2 separate regions of the Aedes albopictus genome follow, and region 2 is linked to region 1. The links are chromatin contacts, called in public Hi-C maps. All regions are on one chromosome and are shown on one strand. The core of a region is the stretch at or near the end of the contact, and the rest is flanking DNA. Distances in the headings are between cores, read along the strand shown. Region 1 holds the start of LOC109423344 (syndecan). Region 2 holds the start of LOC109423345 (DCN1-like protein 3).

Region 1 (4,397 bases), core at 873-3,372:
AAAAATGCAAATACTTCATAGAAAATTAAAATTGTACCCATAGAAAATTGAATATTGCTCCATAGAAAAAATAAATTGCACCATAAAAAATTGAAATTGCACCATAGAAAAAAGACAAATGCTTCATAAGTAAAATACAACTGCACAGTAAACTGTACCACATAAAATACAATTTGCTCCATAAAAAAATGAAAATTCTCCATAACTTTAAACATTTGCACCACTAAAGCAGTGCAATGTAAATCAATTCAGCCCTGTCGAATTAAATTATGAGAATACGCTATCTATGGAGGATTTTCAATTTTTCATGGAGCATTTCATATTTTCTATGGTGCAGTTTGATAATACTAATGGAGAATTCATCTATTTTCTATGGTGCATTTTCATTTTTTTTATGGATTGCGGGAACTAACGCGCGATCACACTACTGAGCGCTGCCTACAAGATACACTCTCTCATTTTAATCCGCTGTCTATCACCGATTGCAAGAGAGTTCGTGGGGCAATATCAGGCTGGATTCATGGGTGAACGCGCTTCAACGGACCAGATGCTCTCCATCCGCCAGGTGTTGCAGAAATGCCGCGAATACAACGTGCCCACACATCACTTGTTCGTCGATTTCAAATCAGCGTATGATACAATCGTTTGAGACCAACTGTGGCAGATTATGCACGAATACGGATTCCCGGATAAACTGATACGGTTGATCAAGGCGACGATGGATCGAGTGATGTGCGTAGTTCGAGTATCAGGGACACCCTCGAGTCCCTTCGAATCTCGCAGAGGGTTACGGCAAGGTGATGGTATTTCGTGCTTGCTGTTCAACATAGCGTTAGAGGGTGTAATAAGGAAAGTGGGGATAAACACGAGTGGAACGTTTTTCACGAAGTCCGTTCAGCTGCTTGGTTTCGCTGATGATATTGATATTATAGCTCGTTAGCTCGTAATTTTGAGGCGATGGCGGAAACGTACATCCGACTAAAGAGTGAAGCTAGGCGAATCGGATTAGTCATTAATGTGTCGAAGACAAAGTACATGATGGCAAAGGGCTCCAGGGAGGAATCACCGCGCCCGCCACCCCGAATTTCTATCGACGATGATGAAATCGAGGCGGTTGAAGAATTCCTGTACTTGGGCTCATTGGTGACCGCTGACAACGACACCAGCAGAGATATTCAGAGACGCATTGTGGCAGGAAATCGATCAACTTTGGACTCCGCAGAACTATACGATCGAACAAAGTTCGCCGTCACACGAAATTAATTATCTACAAAACGCTGATTAGACCGGTCGTCCTCTATGGGCACGAAAGATGGATTCTACGTGCAGAGGACCAACGCGCCCTAGAAGTTTTCGAATGGAAGGTGTTGCGTACCATCTACGGCGGAGTGCAAATGGAAGACGGGACTTGGAGAAGGCGAATGAACCACGAGCTGCATCAGCTGCTGAGAGATTCAACAATCGTCCACACTGCGAAAATCGGAAAGCTATGGTGGGCGGGTCACGTCATCAGGATATCAGATAGCAACCCGACTAAAATGGTTCTCGTGGTGAGTCATCCGACAGGTACAAGAAGACGTGGAGCGCAGCAAGCTAGGTGGGTCGACCAAGTGGAGGACGATCTGCGGACCCTACGCAGAGTGCGGAAATGGAGACAAACAGCCATGGACCGAGTGGAATGGAGACGGCTACTATGTACTAGTAGAGGCCACCCCGGGCCTTAGCCTGATCGGTAAGTAAGTAAGATACCAGTTTGACCAAACACCAAATTGCCGTCGCAACAGAAATAATGTTCAATCAACATATGAATAGATATTTTAAATTAGTTCATAATGAAATCCAGAATAAATTGGACGGTGCGCAGCCATTTATTACCGCCGAGGGACCTATCGTTGGTATATTTTCGACACGCAACCACGTTGCGCAGTCATATCGCAATCTTCCATACAAGCCCCTCGTTTGCAGCGTCTGTCATGCCGCATCAGAGTCTGGAATCACAACCCTGCGCATTCGGTGCCTACACTCTTCCCGCACATTCATTCACAGACCGAGACCGGAGAGCATATTTTTATACAAAACTTGCCTTGCCTCTTGGCCTTTACTACAATATTGCTAGACATGTTTATATGTTGATGGGAAGTGAGAAGCGAGTGAGAGCGAGCCAGCAGAGACTGTAGTAGACCAGACCCTTCCGATTCGTATAGGGGGAAGACATTTTGAAAGCGCAAGTCGAGAGCCGTCCGTCGAGAATTTCTTGCTGGCTCGATGATTTTCATTGATCATTGCCGTTGTTGGTGAACGAAACAGCCAGAGCCAGTCCAGTCAGTCCGTGCTGACAGTGAGCAGACGAATACAGAGCGTGTGCGAAGGAGGAGTTGTGCGTTTCGATCTTCGGTTGGAATATTTGTGAATTTGGGCGATATTCCGGAGGAAAATTACGGTATTCGCGAGTTGGGTGGATATTTTGCGCATCACTGCAATCGTTAACCGTCCGAATGCGGCCGGATAGGCTTTAGTTGGTGCAGTTCCGAGTGGCCAAAAGTCCAGGCCGTGTCCAGGGCCGAAAATCCGAGCGTGAAAATTGTGTGAAAGATTTACGTTCCTCTCTGTGCTGTGTGCTGTGCTGGTTGGATCTCCTCTGTGTTGGTATTTGTGGTTTTTGTGCGGTGGTGCCGTTTCGTTCTGGCGTACGGGACTTGGTCGGGATCTTTTCTTTCGATAAGTCGGTTCCTCCGCGCGCGTCCGCCCCCGCGTACGGTTGTGGGCTGTGTGTTATTTTACTTTTTTCCCATTCAGTACGGGGCAAAGAATAGTGTGTGTATGTATGTTTAGTGCGTACACGCGTGTGTAGTGGTGCGTGTGCTGGTTGGTGAACAGGGCACATACGACGAGGCAAGCAAAATAATATACATCGCAGGTTTTGGAATTCGATTTCCGAATCCATAAAAAAGAAACGCACAGGAAAAGTGCTTCGTGATTTGGAATAGTTTTAGCGAAAAGATTCCGCCCGAAGTGTAGACCGTGTCAGTGAATAGCAGCCGTGGATAGCGCGAAAAGAATTGCCCATTTACTGGAGTGTACAGTGAACTGCATAGGATAGATTTAATTAATCCTAGGAAGAAAATCTCAAGGCAGAAGCGCTGTAGTGTTGGTACGTACAGGTGAACGAAGCAGAGAGACGAGGAACCGATACACGAGAGGGAGTTGCGGCGGTAGCAGGGGCCAGCAAAAAACAGGATGTATCTCAGAAGAATTCACATATCGACGATAGTGTTGGCATGTTTCATGCTGACAGCGCCGTGGTCTAGCGCCTTGGCACAGGATGAACAGGTATGTGTCATGGAAGCACTGGTCTCCGTTCACTAGAATTAGTTTTTGTTTTATCTCCTTCATTAATACAAAAAAAGATTCTCTCCACAAATCATGCAAAGTGACAGTGGAGATGCAGTAAGCTGCAGAGGTTTTCAAAATTGTGGTACAGCGGAGCAGATACATTTGAACATTTTGAAAACCTGTTGAATATTTTGTCGTTTTGAAGAAGACGTTTAACCCTTGAAAGTCGAAGGATTGGGCAAATTATTCGCTCGTCAAAACTTAAAGCAGTCTTGGGTATGCTGGGTTGGAGTAGATTGGTATTGTCTTAAAATACATGCATTAGTTTTGCTTCGAGTGCAGCTTGATGCATCTGAAGGAAGAAGGTGGTTTGGTATACTGAATCTAACCGCTGCTATCTACAGGGGATAGACAAAATGATCGGGGCAGGCAAAATTTTCACTTTTCGAAAAATGTTCAACTGGCTGTAGTTTTTAAAAAAGTGCATCAAATATTATTCAAATTTTTACTGTAAGTTCACCAACTAGTTGTGTATCAGTGGTCCAAATTTGGGAAAAATCGGGCCATTCTCCACGAAGTTATAAAGATTCTTGGAAAAGGTGAAATTATCCGATAGCCAACTTTGGGCTGTTATATCTCCGGAGTCAATGAACCGAATGCAATGAAATTTTGACTATTTATGACTTATATAATGAGCTATGAAAAACTGTTGACTTAACTTAAAATTCTTAACACGGAAGAAAATTACAATGATTAGATTATTTTTCTAATAAAACACCAAATTATCCAAAACTTCAACATCGTTTCAAAATTCAAGATGCAAATTATAGATAATTTAACTTCCCTCTAATTGACATATATACGAATGTGTTTTGAAGGAAAGTAACAACAAATCCTCCAACAAATTGAAAAAGTAATGGAATACATATTTAAAACAGTCCAATTTGCTCAAAAAACGTGAAACAAATAAAATCGCCATAACTTTTTCTTTTGTTGAAAAATTCAAGTTTAGTCAAATGTTTTTTAGAGTTCTTTATATAAGTCATAAATGGTCAAAATTTCAT
Region 2 (4,397 bases), core at 871-3,370, 180 kb after region 1:
GGAGAAGAAAGTAGTGCATCGCTACAATATGGAATCCAGCAGTAGGTATATAAACTATGGGGCCGTCCAAGGACCATAGTCCATACATTTTTTTTCGTGTGGACCAAAGCTCACGCAGGGGGGGAGGGGGAGGTTCAGAATATCCAAAAAATGACAACGTGGCTTATGGACAAACCCTCTACGTATCTGAATCAGTAGACTCGGATCTCTCATCAGAAAAAAAAATCCTGAAAAAACGCAGTAGTGCGAGTAAATACAGCTTCTGTGACAGTCTCAAGAATTAAAAAAGTTCTACCAGAACCTCAATGTGATGCAACGACTTCATACAGGAAGCCAAAATATGCACGGCCGGCCTCTTGACGGATGGATTTCAGTTGATTGAAAGGTGGAAGCAGTACTTCAATGAACATTTGAATAACACGGAGAACTTAAGCACGGATGACTGAGATGACGGCGGAAAACACAACGTCAACACTAGCTCAAAAACAACAAAGTAGAGCTTGAGTGTCATCAGTAATCTCACGCTCCCAAATTCGTCCTATTCGAGCGATAGCGGCACCAATTAATTACGTTCTTTTTGTTTTCATAGGTGCTCACTTCTAACAAAAAATACAAAAATAATAAACAAAACAAATAGCGCTTCAGTTCTTTCTTTTTAGAAGGTTGAAAAAAGGAATGAGATGATAGGAAAGGGAACCAATACCCTAGTTGATGAGGAAAACTTAGCAGATGATGTGCATATTGATGCCCAGAAAAGTTGGTCAATTGTCTGTAAGGCCGAATTATGATCAATTATGATCAGGGCCCATATAGCCGAGGCGGTAAACGCACGGGTATTCAGCATGACCATGCTGAGGGTGACGGGTTCGATTCCCGGTCGGTCCAGGATCTTTTCGTAAAGGAAATTTCCTTGACTTCCTTGGGGATAGAGTATCTTCGTGCCTGCCACACGATATACACATGCAAAATGGTCATTGGCAGAGGAAGCTCTCAGTTAAAAACTGTGGAAGTGCTCATAGAACACTAAGCTGAGAAGCAGGCTTTGTCCCAGTGAGGACGTTACGCCAAGAAGAGAGAGAGAGAGATGATCAAAGAATGTAGACTGTAGAGGCGTAGACAAACTCTGGACAACATTCTAGCTGACAATGTGTTCATCAGAAATACTTTTTTTCTTTTAGTCATAGGCTTTTCTTTCTAGTTTTACTATTCAGAGATTAGTTGGCGTAGAAGTTGCGAATGTTTTTTGTTAGATTTTTATTTTTTTCGAATCATAGGCTGTACTTTCGAGTTATACTGATATAGGAATCTGTGGCAGGGATGGGAATTGCTAGCTCCGTCACAACTTTGGTATGCGTGTACGAATCTTAAGTTAAGTTATTATTATTTTAGATAAAACCACAAGGTAAAAATGCTCCATACACTGTTTGTTGAAAGCATGCTCCTGAGCTGTGATAATGTCAAGGGGCTGTCCATTAATTACGTAAGGGAATTTTAGCGATTTTTCGATACCACCTCCCCCCCCCCCCCTTGAAAGATTTTTTGTATGAGAACCCAACATTTTTTGTATGGCGCGTAAGATTTTTCAAAGCCCCCCTCCCACCATAAACCCTTACGTAATTAATGGACAGCCCCCAAGTGAGTGTTCCCATCCTTGCACTTAAGTTCATCATAACTTTTTCGGCCAAACGACATTCGGCCAAACTGAACTTCGGCAAAATGACTCAGAACTGTTATTGCATAGTTGGAACCTGTGAAAACGAATTTGGCCGCTAACATCTGCGAAATTTGTCAGATTATGAAAGTACGAGGGCGTGAAATAAGGAAATTATGGAAAAAGTAATTAAAAGATTGATTATAAAATTACTTTTCTTCAAATTAGATCAGATTTAATGAAAAAAAAAACCTTTCCCTTAAGCATTTTCTGTCTCTAGGCTACCTATACCAACACGTACAATATCGTGGAAGACTTTTCTATAGCAAGTCATACCTCGCTCATAGCTTTTACACAACAACATGTTCATAAAATGCATCGTAAACGTTGCTTACCGATGTGCAGGTATTTACCCATCAGCTCATGCCTGTGTGAAAGAGGTTGGTTCTGTCAGTCAAAAAACCCTGTCAGTCAGCTCAGCTCAGCTTGTGTCAAAAGAGATGAACCCAACTTCAACAAAAGTTGTTGTAATCATCGCAATTTAACCCATGAACCAACAACCGAACAGTTTGTTCGTGTATTTATATGCGAAGTAGAGAACCGAGCCGAGTGCCGAGAGAAGAGACGAAGAAAGAAGAAGTAGGTGTCTGCAGTTCGATAGAGGAGGTATAGGAAGAAGTGATTTTTTGGAAGCTGGTGCATTTGGCCAGGAAGGTAGAGTGAAAATTTTGTGTGGTTTTATGGCGACGATGTACCTGACTTGGGCATAAATTGATCGGTTTGGGTGCGATTGTTCGCGTGAGTTGTAATACGTGCGTAATTGATGTTTTAAGTTTGGAAAATGTTTCAATATTTTGTATTCGACTCGATCGAAAACATCTGTCAAACTAGTGCATGCAAGCACAATCCTGTTCCTGGGGGTTGTGAAAATAAATAAATATTTCCCATATTTGTGATGTTTACCAGTTCATAAGTTAATCTAATCGAGTCTGTTCGAAAGTGTAACATGTTGCCTTGAAATTGAATTATAATTCAATAAATTTTAGAAAGTGTTCAATGGAAGGTGTCAATGACTCAGAAGCTAGAAAAAAGACGAGCAAGAGCATAGAAGAACACATTAACAACTGCACCAACAACAACAATAACAATGTTAACATCGTTCTGAATCTCTCTTCATTTTAGGTACCGTACAGAGGAGAAGCAACACCATCAATAACCAAAAGTGAAAAGGAAGAACGATACCTAAATCCATCATAACTGTTCAAGTGCCAATCACACACATACATTACGAATCAACCGCGGCTACTGCTTGAGCAGTACAAGGTTCGTCACAGTGCCAAACACCCAAAAAAGAACTGCAATGATCCCAGCTGGATAGTGCAGATCGATTCAGAGGGCTGCTAATGGTTGCCAAACAGTCGGATCGGTCAAATGTCCGAACGTTGTTTCCGCAGTAGGCTCAAGAGAATGAGCTCTATCGACGGTGGGCCCAATTGGAGGACAGTCTGTGCAATTCGGTTTTGGAGGAGATAATCGCGAAGACGGGAGACGGGGGAGGGCCACTGGCCCCGGGTAGACGCAGAAACGGAGGTTGGAGGAAACTAGAACGACATAACAGGCAGTAGAATGGGAAGTTGTCTGACGTGCTTCAAATCGCCACCGAATGCGACGGTGAATAACGTTGAGGCGATCGACGGGATGGTGACTGGGCCAGAAACGGCCATCACAGATACGGAAGCGGCTATACATGGTATGGGGTGTTTTGCTGGGTACATAAGTTCCTATTGGATAATTTTGTGTTTTATTAACTTGCTAGAAACGGACGACCTGCTGGCGGCCAGTCCGACCAGGGTGACCTCGCTGGGCTCAGAGAGAAAAAGTGGTAGTTTTAGGAAGACGCCTGGATTACTTAATGGGAACATTAATGCACTGCCGGATGGTGGCAGTTTGCCAGGTGAGTAAAATAAGCTTAGATCATTTAATTGGGTTCCTTAGGGGTATCCAGATTATTTTCTTGTCGGGATCTCCGTCTAAAAATTAGTTAAAATTTAATTTTAATGCTGAATTTCATAATTGATGCCCGGGAACTATTTTCAAAATGCATTTAAAGTTTGTATAGTTTTTTTTTTGCTCGGGGCGAATTGTCATTTAATTGATTGAACTGTCATTCTATATATCCACGGAAATTAAAACTGCTTTGTTTATTTACTCATCAAAACAAAGGTATTGGAACGCAATAAAATCACATTAAACTTATTGATTGATTGATTTGTCTTTATTTAAGAAACTTTCATCCCTTGGCTGGTTCGTCTCTCCATTAAACTTAGAATCAGACCTTCAAAGACCAATGCGACGTTCATGGAAAATGTTATTAAGCCTTAAGCCGTTGGTGCACAGGGTATCTTGGCTGACTCGATCGAATTTTCATATTATTGTCAAACTGATGTTGTTTCTTGAGTTCTTTCCTTGTCAAATATTTGACCCTGTGAACTTCAGGCTGATAATTACGATATTTTATTATTTATTGTTATTCTTTACATGTTAATCAGCGTTGTACCCGAGCAGAAGAAAATAGCTACTGAATAACATATCAAGGTATTAATGTTAAGTACTATCTTACCTTGATATGTCCTTCATTAGGTGGACATAAAAGGCAAAATAACAAAAACGAATACCATAATGTTGTATAGATAACACCTAGATAATAACAAGTACTGTTATTTTAATAATGAATGCATATCTAAAA

Evidence for each region. A called contact is a pair of places that touch in the nucleus more often than the background predicts.
Region 2: a Hi-C map of whole body shows a contact between it and region 1, with 6 times the contacts expected there. The contact joins the promoter of LOC109423345 here to the promoter of LOC109423344 in region 1. A contact is called at or near these places in 2 of 3 Hi-C or Micro-C datasets (embryo and whole body).

What each region holds. Positions count from the first base shown.
Region 1 is chr2:493,114,131-493,118,527 of AalbF5, forward strand. LOC109423344 (syndecan) reads left to right here and starts at 2,123. Exons shown (of 5, transcript XM_019698290.3): 1 at 2,123-3,330. The coding sequence starts at 3,238.
Region 2 is chr2:493,292,377-493,296,773 of AalbF5, forward strand. LOC109423345 (DCN1-like protein 3) reads left to right here and starts at 2,121. Exons shown (of 4, transcript XM_019698298.3): 1 at 2,121-2,290; 2 at 2,834-3,401; 3 at 3,468-3,605. The coding sequence starts at 3,278.